Linked DNA regions of Danio rerio: region 2 is linked to region 1. A link is a contact called in public Hi-C data. All regions are on one chromosome and are shown on one strand. The core of a region is the stretch at or near the end of the contact, and the rest is flanking DNA. Distances in the headings are between cores, read along the strand shown. Region 1 has its middle 16 kb from the start of dre-mir-184-1. Region 2 overlaps rasgrf1 (Ras protein specific guanine nucleotide releasing factor 1).

Region 1 (5,935 bases), core at 2,554-5,053:
TTTGTGACAGGGGCGGGTGGAGGATCGGTGGTGCCGGTTCAGCATCGTGTTGTCTATTGGCCATCAGCAATGGGCGATGGCATCGTGTATCGGCCCAACCCTACATCCCAGGAGGTACTTTTTTTGCAGTTTTTGTTTTCACGAATCCAGCAGAGGACACTGTGTATGCTTTTTGAGATCTCAAATTTCTCTTGTGAGTGCTGTTCGTGCCTGCTGTTTTCGTGTAAAAATCCACAAGAGGCTGCTGTCGACTGACTGACTGACTGACTTACTGACTGATTGACTGACTGATCAAATGAAAAGACTAAACCTATGTTGGTTACTTTACTTTTAAAATGTGGGTAAACCCATTGTCTTAAAAGAACACTCACTTCACCTAACTTAGTACTTAACTTAGTACTAAGTTTGTTGAACTAAACAATTTAAATATAGTCTACAAAACCGGAAAGGTAAATAAACTTAAATCAATGCAATGATATTACAAAGTGTGACCGGCAAACATTCCCTGTGTAAGCAAGTGGTCATATTGGAAGTTACAGTACCTAGCTGGGTACTTTGGGCAAAATTCTTTGATTATTAAGCTAGAATGACAATACAGTTCCTATAGCCATTTTAAAGTATATAATTGCATCTTTAATTTTTTTTTCATCTGCCTCAATTCATGATGTATAATGAAAAGTCTGAGATTTGCTAAATGGATTAAAAAAAAGGTAAAACTCAACTGTTTAACCAGAGGAAATGTAAAATGAGCCTATTTTTTTTTTAAAAGTGGAGTGTTCCTCCTATAGGTTATAAGCTATAAGTTGACTTTACTTCAAAATTTAGTAAACCCATTGTAACTTTAAACTGTTTAATTAACTTTGCTGATTTATTAACTTTTCTTCGGCTTAGTCCCTTATTTATCAGTGGTTGCCACAGCGGAATAAGCCAACAACTATTCCAGCATATGTTTACACAGCAGGTGTGCTTACAGCCGCAACCAAGTATACGGTAAACATTCACATTGAAACACACATTCATACAGTACAGCCACTTTTGTTTACCCAATTCACCTACTGTTTAATGCATGTCTTTGGACTGTGGGGGAAACCAGAGCACCTGGAAGAAACCCAAACCCACACCAACATGGGAAGAACACGCAAACTTCACACAAACATTCCAACTGACTCAAACCAACAACCTTTTTGCTATGAGGTGACAGTGCTACTCACTGAGCCACCAGGCTGCTTGACTTAACCTAATTTTTTATAATTGTGCATATAGTTCATTTATCTAATCACGTTTATGCAACAGGTTTACTCACTTTTTTAAGTAAAGTCAACTTATCACTTTTTTTTACAGTGTAGAAACATAAGATAAAACAAACTGATAATCCACAGGAATTTGCACACACAATTTCCATAATATCTGTACTTTTACTCCACTACTTTCCTTCAAACTGCAGTCATTATTTTTTCTTGTCTATTGGGATTGACTGAGTAGTCTTGTGTTATTTTCTGTCCAATCAAATCACACATAGAAAGTAAAACGCATCATACTGAACATCCTCAAGACATGTGTGATTTATAATTGCAGAAAACTGTTTGGAAGCATTAAAAATGTCCAAGAAGATGTCAAAGTCTTTACACACAACGACCTAGAGAATTTTCATATGCATGTCACTGATGAAAAGAAGACAGATGTTTACTGTATGATAACCGAAATGTCCGATACACCCAGCAGCAACAAGACGTCCACATGACATCAGATTGACATTGTACAGCGTCGTGGGGACATTGCATTTTGATTGGAAATGAAAATCAGGTTGATGTCAGAACCCAACATCAGGCTGACACAATGTCCAACGTCCAACCTAAAATCAACCAAATATCAACGTCTAATGATGTTACAGCTTGAGTTGTGTGGACATTACAACTAGGACATCTTTCAGACGTTGGATTTTGTTTGCCATAACTGGTGAGTAGATGTCATCATTTACGTCAAAATGACTTGACGTTGGATTTTGGTCACTTTCTAACACAATCTAAACCCCTAGACACTGGCTAGACATTGAGTTTTGGTCACCTGTCGACACAATTTAAATCTATCCTAATATTAACATCTTATGATGTTGTGTGCCTATTTTACTAATGCCCAGCAGGCGTTTACACACATCCACAGATTACATGTAAATGCATCAGTTTTTTACAGCGTAAAACTCACTACTCGCAACTCAACTCACAACTGAGTACCTTTGAAAAGTCTAGTTTTTACTCATGCTTTGAGTAATATTCACAACAGATATTCTACTTGCACTACATTTTTAGGCAAGTAACGGTACTTTTAATGAAATATGATTTTTCAGTACTCTTTCCACCACCGAAAACATCTAAAAGGTTTACAGAGATTGGTCCAGTTTCAAAGACTGAAAATATCCAGGTCAACCCATCCAATTCTGTGAACAAAAATAGTGTTTTAATGCCAGAGGTGAGAGTTTAATGGACACACTGTGTCACAAAGTTAGAATCATCTCAAACTTCTTTCTTTAACATGACAATTCACTATTCTCTAATGGAGCTGAGCAATCTGCAGAAACTGTGCACCACAGTCTATCAATTTACGGAGCAGGTAAATGAATCTACTGTATTCCAAAAAAAAATTTATTAAATAAATAAATAAATAAATAAAATTAAGTCATTCTGAAGGCAAACGGTGCTTGTACATGTTTGAAATTTTAACTTTCATTTAAATTTTATTTGAATTTTCTTGTTATACCCTTCAAAATCTCATTTTACTAGGTTTGCTACGATAAAAACACATTCAAAATAGGATTTGATCCTGTCTCCACAAAGAAGATTCTAGACAAACAAATAAAAAACACACACAAAGAGCTATTCTGCTCATTCTCAGTGCCAGAAACAAGTCTAAACAAAAGCTTCAACATTGATTTTTTTCCATTTCTGGACACTATAAAATGATGAGTCCTCTCAATACTCGTATTGATCTTTGCTCTCTGTGACTCACTGATCCTGAACAGAAATGACATAGACTCTGACATTCACATGTAATGCTTTTGTCCATTACAATATTACAGTCCCTATTTTGATCTCAATGACAATCTATAAGTGCATAACATCTGATGAGTAGCCCCGATAGGTCCATTTATGAATACCACAGTAGTATATACACAGCATAAATGGACACCTAATAATAAGTGTATAATCATTGAAGCAAAAACAGATCAACAACTGAAACTGATAACTCTATTCTCTTCGTTCTGTCTCAATAGAAATGTTAGCGCTTTGCATTTATCTTGTGTATGTCTAGTGTGCTGCTAAAGGTCAATTGATTGGTGCTTGTGGCTTGTAAAAGGTCAGAAACGGCTTTGTCTTTGTGTCTGCTGGAGAGAGGAAATACTCTTGTGTCGCTCTGTCTGTGGTCTCTCTCAGGGGGGATTCTAGTAAAAGCTGCTGCTCCAGTGCTGTGTTTTTCTTAATGGTTGTCGTTGTTGGACTTGGATGGGAGCAATTGATTGAAGATTGAACATCAAGATTGAAGATCAAGGTTTGAGGACTTTGCATTTCCACTCAACTTCATTCCAAAATGGTTGCGAAGTTGTCATTTTTGTCGCACAAACTCTGCAGTTTGGGCTGAGAAACCACACATACCTATCAATCTGCTAAACAAGTTACTAACGGTCATTAGAGAGGCTCTGCACTCCCCAATTTTAACATTCATTGACTAAATGTGAAGGGGGCAGAGAGAAATCTGTGGGCCGTGTCACATCCTGTGGTTCAGAGAAACCTCCCCCTTCTTCTCTACTTAGCTGATCTGGTTCGGGACAGAAGGAGCAAGGAAGTTTAGCAAGAAAAATCAGCACGGCAGAACATGAGTCATTAGCATGAGGATGGCGCCAAGCCTGTTGAGCTGAGTTTGTGCAAAAACATAAGAGACTCTAGCTGCTTGTTGATTTTTGCAGTTTAATAAGCCTCATTCTATGCTTGATTCGCTTCATTGGATTTAATATCTATGCCACTGGTATGATAATACAGGCTCTATTGTAAAGTATAAAATGAGTAGACATGAGATAGAATTTTTAGGTGACAGAGAAAGTGAAATAAGGCTATAAGCAGGGTGGGAATTACAGCGGGGTTTGGGGAGGATTGACCCACATAAATAAGGGGAGTCAGTCCTCTAATACTGAGAAATAGTTCTCTCTGTTCTGTGTTTTTAATAATAATTTTAATAATAAATATAATAGATAATATAAATATACATCACAATGCAGTTGCACAGTAGGTAGTGCTGCCGCCTCACAGCAAGAAGGTCGCTGGTTCGAGCCTCGGCTGGGTCAGATTATATGTTCTCTCTGCTTTCACTTGACTTTCCCTTGGGTGTTCCGGTCTCCCCCACAAGTCCAAAGACATGCGGGACAGGTGAATTGGGTAGTCTAAATTGTATGAGTGTCAATGAGTGTGTGTGAGTGTTTTCCAGTGATGGGTTGTGGCTGGAAGGGCATCCACTGTGTATAACATGCTGGATGAGTTGGCAGTTCATTCCGCTGTGGCGACCCCAAATTAATAAAAGGACTAACCCGAAAAGAAATTAATGAATAAATATACATTTGACCACCCCAATTATGGTTCATACCATTGCGAATGCATAATCGCGCTAATCAGCCTATGCGAGAAATAAAATTCCTTCAACAGTTTGAAACTGCAGACTGTAATTGTTCACAAGACTGTTTTCTTGTAAAATTGGTGTTTGTTTCTACATATAGTCTGTAAGTAGAGTCAGAGTTAGACGCATAGTTTGTATACTTTGACCTACAGTAACCTCTGAAATAGTTAATCAGAGGATACTGTAGGTCACAATGTAATGTAATGTGTATTTATAGAACACATTTATTGTGTATGGCCATACACACTTCACAATCATGAGGGGGGTCTGTCCACACCACCACCAGTGTGCAGCGTCTTCTTGGATGATGCGACGGCAGCCACAGGAAAACAGTGCCAGTGCGCTCACCACACAGCAGCTAGGTGGACAGTGATAGAGCCAGTAAGGTTAATGGGGATGATTGGGAGGCCATGCTCGTAAGGTCCGATTGAGGAAGTTTGGCCAGGACACCAGGGTTACACCCCAACTATTTACGAGAAGTGTCATGGGATTTTTAATGACCACAGAGAGTCAGGACCTCGGTTTATTGTTTCATCCGAAAGATGAACCACTGCCCACTGACAGTAAAGTGTCTCCTTCACTTTTACTGGGGCATTAGGACTTACACAGACCGGATGTTGAGTGCCCCGTGCTGGCCACTCTAACAACACTTCCAACAGCAACCTAGTTTTCCCATGTGGTCTCCCATACAGGTACTGACCAGGCTCAGCCCTGCTTAGCTTCATTGAGTAACCGGTCTTGGGCTGCAGGGTGAAATGGCTGTGGCACTAAATACACTAAAAATTTCTCAAAACACTGAAAATTTTAAAATGATTTTATTAACAAATTAGATTTAAATAATATTAAATAACTTAGTCATTTAAATAAATACATAAAAGAACAAATTATGTATTACACAAACTAACATTACTAAAACATTTGATCCCTCTGATGGTTAATGTATAATTAGCAAACTGGCTAAAAGTCACAACAGACTGCCCACTGTATCAAAGGCAGATTTCCACACAATTCATTCATGCTGTCCTGACACAAAGCCATTAAAATAACTTATCAAATTTAAGTTGATTGAACATAAAAAAAGTATGTTATTCCGAATAAATCTCAAGAATTGTGTTATATCCAACACAGGCTCATTCTGAAAAGTAGCCCCATGTATGTCTTGGGATATCATGAATTTTGTAGCCAGAGTTTCGCACGGCTGCATTTCATCTTTCAAATAAACGCTACGAGGCAGTATGACGCTGTGAGTTTCTCAAAAGTGGCCTTTTGTGGATTT
Region 2 (5,935 bases), core at 1,186-3,685, 220 kb after region 1:
GCTGGATGCTTCCGTACACTACATCATTGCAGCAGCATCGCCGTTTTGCTAAAAGAAGTTTTTCATACCATAACATGATGCATTAGCTTGGGGAAAGTGCTTACAAGTACAAATCTAACAGTATGGAAGTAAGTGCTTATTTTGGTCCTGCTGACAGGCGCAGGCCATCTGGGTAGAGTTTTTTTTTTCCCTTTTTCTCACAGTCGTAAGATGCAATGGATGTTTGTGACATTTTCATATGTCATCATGGGAGGATTATCCATTGTGGAGATAATGTCACTGCCTCCATTATTTCTGCATGAGTCCATCTTGTCTTATTTTACACCTGCTGGACCCTTAAAGGCGAAGAACTCTAAAGCGCAGTACATTTCCTTAATCTTTTCATGGCCCATTTAATCTGTGGTTAGGGGCAGATGAGTTTTAGGTATGTTGCACTTATTACGTTTTAAGAATACTGCACATTTTAAACACTTAAGAGTAAAAGATTTTTTAAATGTTATGAGGGTAAATTAAAAATTTTAAGAAAAAAAGTTTAATTAAATGTATTTAGACGACACAGTGGTGCAGTGGGTAGCACGATCGCCTCACAGCAAGAAGGTTGCTGGTTCGAGCCTCAGGTGGGGCAGTTGGCATTTCTGTGGTTTGCATGTTCTCCCCGTGTTCGCGTGGGTTTCGGCTCCAGTTTCCCTCACAAGTCCAAAGTCGTGGTATAGGTGAATTTGGGTATGCTAAAATTGTCCCTAGTGTACGTGTGTGAATGAAAGTGTATGGATGTTTCCCCATTGATGGGTTGCAGCTGGAAGGGCATCCGCTTTGTAAAACACATGCTGGATAAGTTGTTGGTTCATTCCACTGTAGCGACCCCCGATTAATAAAGAGACTAAGCTGAAAAGTGAATGAATGAATGAATAAACTTTATTTATAAAAATGCTAAAACTGGAACCGTTTTTTTTTTTTTTCAAATGTTCACTTCTAAATTTGTTAATTGCCAATGTACATTGTGAAATTTGCTTGCATTAAAATTAATTTATTTTAGTGCACCAAAACACATATGCTGTTTTTGTACATGAATATCTAGTTTCAGTCTTACCCCTTGAAGAAAAAGATATAAAATCTCATATTTCGTTTGGAGTACCTGTATAAAGGGTTATTCAGACACAGTTGAAATCAGAATTATTAAAAATTATTTAAAAAAAAATATTTTAATATTTACATCATGTTCTCCCTGCATTTGTGTGGGTTTCCTTCGGGTGCACAGTCCAAACACAGGTACAGGTGAATTGAGTAAGCGTGTGTGTGAATGTGTATGTGGATGTTTCCCAGAGATGGGTTGCTGCTGGAAGGGCATCCGCTGCTTAAAAACTTGCTGGATAAGTTGGCGGTTCATTCTGCTGTGGCGACCCCAGATTAATAAAGAGACTAAGCCTACAAGAAAATAAATGAATGAATGAATATTTACATATTTCCCAAATGATGTTTAACAGAGCGAGGATATTTTCACAGTATGTCTGATAATATTTTTTTTTTTTTCTGGAGAAAATCTTATTTGTTGTATTTTGGCTAGAATAAAAGCAGCTTTTAATTTTTTTTAAAACCTTTTTAAAGGCAAAATTATTAGGCCAGTTAAAAAACTGTCATTATACAATAACTTGCCTAATTACCTTAACCTGCCTAGTTAACCTAATTAACTTAGTTAAGCCTTTAAATGTTACTTTTTATAGAAATGTCTTAAAAAAATATCAAGTAAAATATTATTTACTGTCATCATGGCAAAGATAAGATAAATCAGTTATTAAAAATGAGTTATTGAAACTATAATGTCTAGAAATGTGTTGAAAAAATCTTCTCAGTTAAACAGAAATTGGGGTAAAAATAAACAGGGTGTCTAATAGTTCAGGGGGGCTAATAATTCTGACTTATACTAGTTTATTAGCATTCATAATCCGCTCACATTATCACTTTGTTTATGATATTTGTGCATTCCAGATATGCTGCCTGCTGCTTTAAGTTCTTACTCTTATTAAAAGCCAGATGGATTCTGATTGGCTTTCAATGTTTTTATCATTCTTCAGCTGGAAAAAAGGCCATTTTAAAAGTGATCACAACAATATTGTTCTTCTGTGTCATAGCTGTTATGGTGTGGACTCAGATATTGGTTTTGGAATGATTATTAAAAACCTCATGATCATAATAGTTATTTCCCTTGCAGTACAGTCTTTAATTCTGTACAGTGTACACACCAAATGTTCATTTAGCATGTTTGTTCTGCTTGTTTTTCTCTTTGAGCAGAATTCTCTCTGTTCTCTTACAATAATGGCATGGTGATGTCATCCTGCCGGGAGCTGGATAACAACCGTAGCGCCTTGTCTGCCGCTTCTGCCTTCGCCATCGCCACTGCAGGTGCCAACGAGGGCACGCCAACCAAGGAGAAGTACCGCCGCATGTCTTTGGCAAGCACAGGTAAGATTCAGCAAGCTGTTTCAAACTCCCATAGGCTGTGGGTATTTGTTGCCTGGCAGAAATGAAATCAGTGTGAATTTTGATTGGCTATCAGGGTTCCCTACGGATCAGAGGAACGGAGATAAGGAGTTTGTGATTCGCCGAGCAGCAACTAACAGAGTCCTCAATGTCCTCAGGCACTGGGTGTCCAAACACTCACAGGTGAGATTGAGTACAGTGTAAAATCATATACTAACACAAGACTTGACTAAACAGAAACAACTGTTTCTGGGTCCAAATTCAACACTTTTGTATACTTCTAATATCTATTTTTATACAATATGTATTTTTTATTTGACTTCAAACTGAAATAAAATGTTTTCTGAGTGATAGTAACAATAGACAAGTCTTATAACTTACTTTGTCAGTAAGTTTAACTAACGGGCTTTAAAATAATGACAAATTTAATATTTAGAAAATACAAGCATTCAAATATTGCATTTTCACCACCAATAGCAGTGACATTTAGCACGACCATGAAGCTTCCAGACCTTTTCCAATCAAATCACCTTTTTAATCTCCAACTAGGCTTTCCTTCAGTATATATTGTCCTGTCATAATAAAAGCAAAAATTCCAGAACACGACTAAAAAAGTAGTTTCTCATTTCCTCCAAATGGACCAATAATCGCTGTTCACTTCGGCTTCTCGTCAAAATTCTGACCAGTCAAATACTTTCTAGAATCTGAAGTGAACCCCAACAACACTAATATTAAACCTAATAACCCTAACTCTTATATTTACTAATATTAGGGTTAAGATTATTATATACGGTCGATGCAGTAATGCTGTACCTAGTGCTGTCGCCTCACAGCAAGGAGGTTGCTGGGTCGAGCCTCAGCTGGTTCAGTTGCCGTTTCTGTGTGGAGTTTGCATGTTCTCCCTGCATTCGTGTGGGTTTCCTCCGGGTGCTCCGGTTTCCCCTGCAGTCCAAAGACATGCAGTACAGGTGAATTGGGGAGGCTAAATTGTCCGTAGTGTATGAGTGTGTGTGTGTGTGTGTGTGTGTGTGTGTGTGTGTGTGTCTGTGTGTGTGTGTCTGTGTGTGTGTGTGTGTGAATGAGTGTGTGTGGATTATTCCCAGAGATGGTTTGTGGCTGGAAGGGCATCCTCTGTGTAAAAACATGCTGGATAAGTTGGCGGTTCATTCCGCTGTGGCGACCCCAGATTAATAAAGGGACTAAGCCGACAAGAAAATGAATGTAGGAATGAACGAATTATTATATACTAGGGGTAGACATATTAAAAACATTGATATTATAAATTCCTAATGTCGTGCTCAGACACTCTTAGCACTCACACAGCTTGCATATACCGCTGCTCAAGCCCAACCCAACTTTGCTCTGGCCCACTTCTTTCATAGCATGATAGGTCCACTTTAAAAGTTTTTTGCCTTGCATTTGTGTATCTGAACCTGTGTATTGTGTGTGCAGGACTTTGAAACCAACACTGAGCTCAAGATGAAGGTAATCAGCTTCCTGGAGGAGGTGATGCACGATCCTGAACTTCTGACCCAAGAAAGAAAGGCTGCTGCCAACATTATACGGCAAGTAGATACTGCCTGTACCCTGATAGATTACCACATGTTGGGTTTTAAGTAAGTTTAGACAAATACTGATAGATAGATAGATAAATAAATAAATAAATAAATAAATAAATAAATAAATAAATAAATAAATAAGGGCGATGCAGTGGCGCAGTAGGTAGTGCTGTCACCTCACAGCAAGAAGGTCGCTGGTTCGAATCTCAGCTCAGCTCAGTTGGCGTTTCTGTGTGGAGTTTGCATGTTCTCCCTGCGATGGCGTAGGTTTCCTCTGGGTGCTCCAGTTTCCCCCACAGTCCAAAGACATGCGGTACAGTCGAACTGGGTAGGCTAAACTTTCCGTAGTGTATGAGTGTGTGCATGAAGGAGTGTATGGATGTTTCTCAGAGATGGGTTGCGGCTGGAAGGGCATTGCGTAAAAAATGTGCTGAATAAGTTGGCGGTTCATTCCGCTGTGGTGACCCCGGATTAATAAAGGGACTAAGCTGGCAAGAAAATAAATAAATAAATAAATAAATAACATTTTATTGAGTATGTTGAAATGATCTTGTTTTGCTTTGTTTTGTTTTGGTTGATAAAGTTTTTTTTTTGTATGCCATTATGAAAACAAAATTAATTAATTAATTTAAAAAATTAATGGTGCTCTTGTGAAATTTAAAGAAGGAGAGCTGAAAATAATTCCATGCTTATTTAATCTTTTATTAAAGAAATTCATAAATATGTAACCATTTTCAAAAAACATTTGAAAATATCAGCCCTACTGCACATTAGCTATAATTGTTGTTCAATACTTTTTGCAATCTCCATTTTTTAAGATAACTGCTCCATGTATTTTCCTATAATAGCTGATAAAAGAAAACCCTGAAAATCTGGAAAGAGATCAGAGACCGTCATTCATACAGAAAATTCTATAGATTTCAGGGGGACCAGGATAGAACTTTACTTTTTAATATATATTTGGGTAACACTTTGTTTTATGGTGTCCTTGTCACACAAATTCTATGTTATTTTATCTAATTTTAGTATATCTTTAAAATAAAGACTGTATTTGTGTTGATTTTGATGTTTGTTTTGATTTATTGTTCTGATGGAAGTTCGCCATTTCTAAGATATTTTTCTGTTGGCATTTGATTATATTTAGATATTGATATCATTTTTAAAAAATGTGCAGAAAGAAAAAGTCTATGCAGCAGACAAAAATAGACCTATAACATTAAAGATTCAACAGTATACACACATGCCAGTCCAGCACTGCCTGGTAGTGAAATATGCTGGAGTCAAACAAATCAAATAATTTTTTTTTGCAAATTCCAGCTGTGATCGTCTTTGCCTCTCAAACTATAATCCTTGTTGTACATTTACACAATATGGACACACACTGTCTTCCAGGTAGATCTGTAACTTTTTTTTAGTTTATTGGTTCATTATTGTTATGTAAGGCTTACCAAATATCTTCTCCAAACCAGAACTGTACAATATTCTTTAGTTTTACTCATTGTGGTGGATAATGCTTAGAATTTGGCACTTGCGTTTCCTCAAATGCTGGACTCTTATACAGTTTCCAGTTGTACCAATAATTGTGGCCAGTGTACACTGAAGAAAATATATTTCATAATGATACTTCTTTATTATTCCAGCTGTTTCAATTTTTTTTTCAGAATTTTCTCAATGGAACATCAAAAAAAAAAAAACAATGCATTTTTTTTCACAGCTTTTTTGCTCATGCTTGCTAAGTGTGCCAATAATGTTTACCATTACTGAAATTCAGTCAGTGGCTTGGTTTGTGAAAACATTCTCTCTTTTTTTCTTTTGATAGAACACTAACGCAAGAGGATCCTGGTGATAATCAGATCTGTCTGGAGGAGGTTCTGCAGATGGTGAGTGTGGTGCTTCTT

What was found. Hi-C and Micro-C count contacts between places; a contact is called where the count stands out from the background.
Region 2: a Hi-C map of embryo shows a contact between it and region 1, with 3 times the contacts expected there. The contact joins two enhancer-like sites. A contact is called at or near these places in 2 of 18 Hi-C or Micro-C datasets (caudal fin and embryo).

What each region holds. Positions count from the first base shown.
Region 1 is chr18:27,616,603-27,622,537 of GRCz12tu, forward strand. No RefSeq gene overlaps it. Among named protein-coding and RNA genes, the nearest start is that of dre-mir-184-1, 16 kb to the right of the region's middle. Within about 2 kb of position 3,804, at least 4 of the 62 cell types and tissues checked have an H3K27ac peak or open chromatin away from gene starts, as enhancers often do.
Region 2 is chr18:27,838,841-27,844,775 of GRCz12tu, forward strand. It overlaps rasgrf1 (Ras protein specific guanine nucleotide releasing factor 1), which reads left to right. Exons shown (of 28, transcript XM_073930340.1): 17 at 2,290-2,460; 18 at 2,555-2,661; 19 at 3,931-4,043; 20 at 5,857-5,917. Among named protein-coding and RNA genes, the nearest start is that of ctsh, 13 kb to the right of the region's middle. Within about 2 kb of position 2,436, at least 3 of the 62 cell types and tissues checked have an H3K27ac peak or open chromatin away from gene starts, as enhancers often do.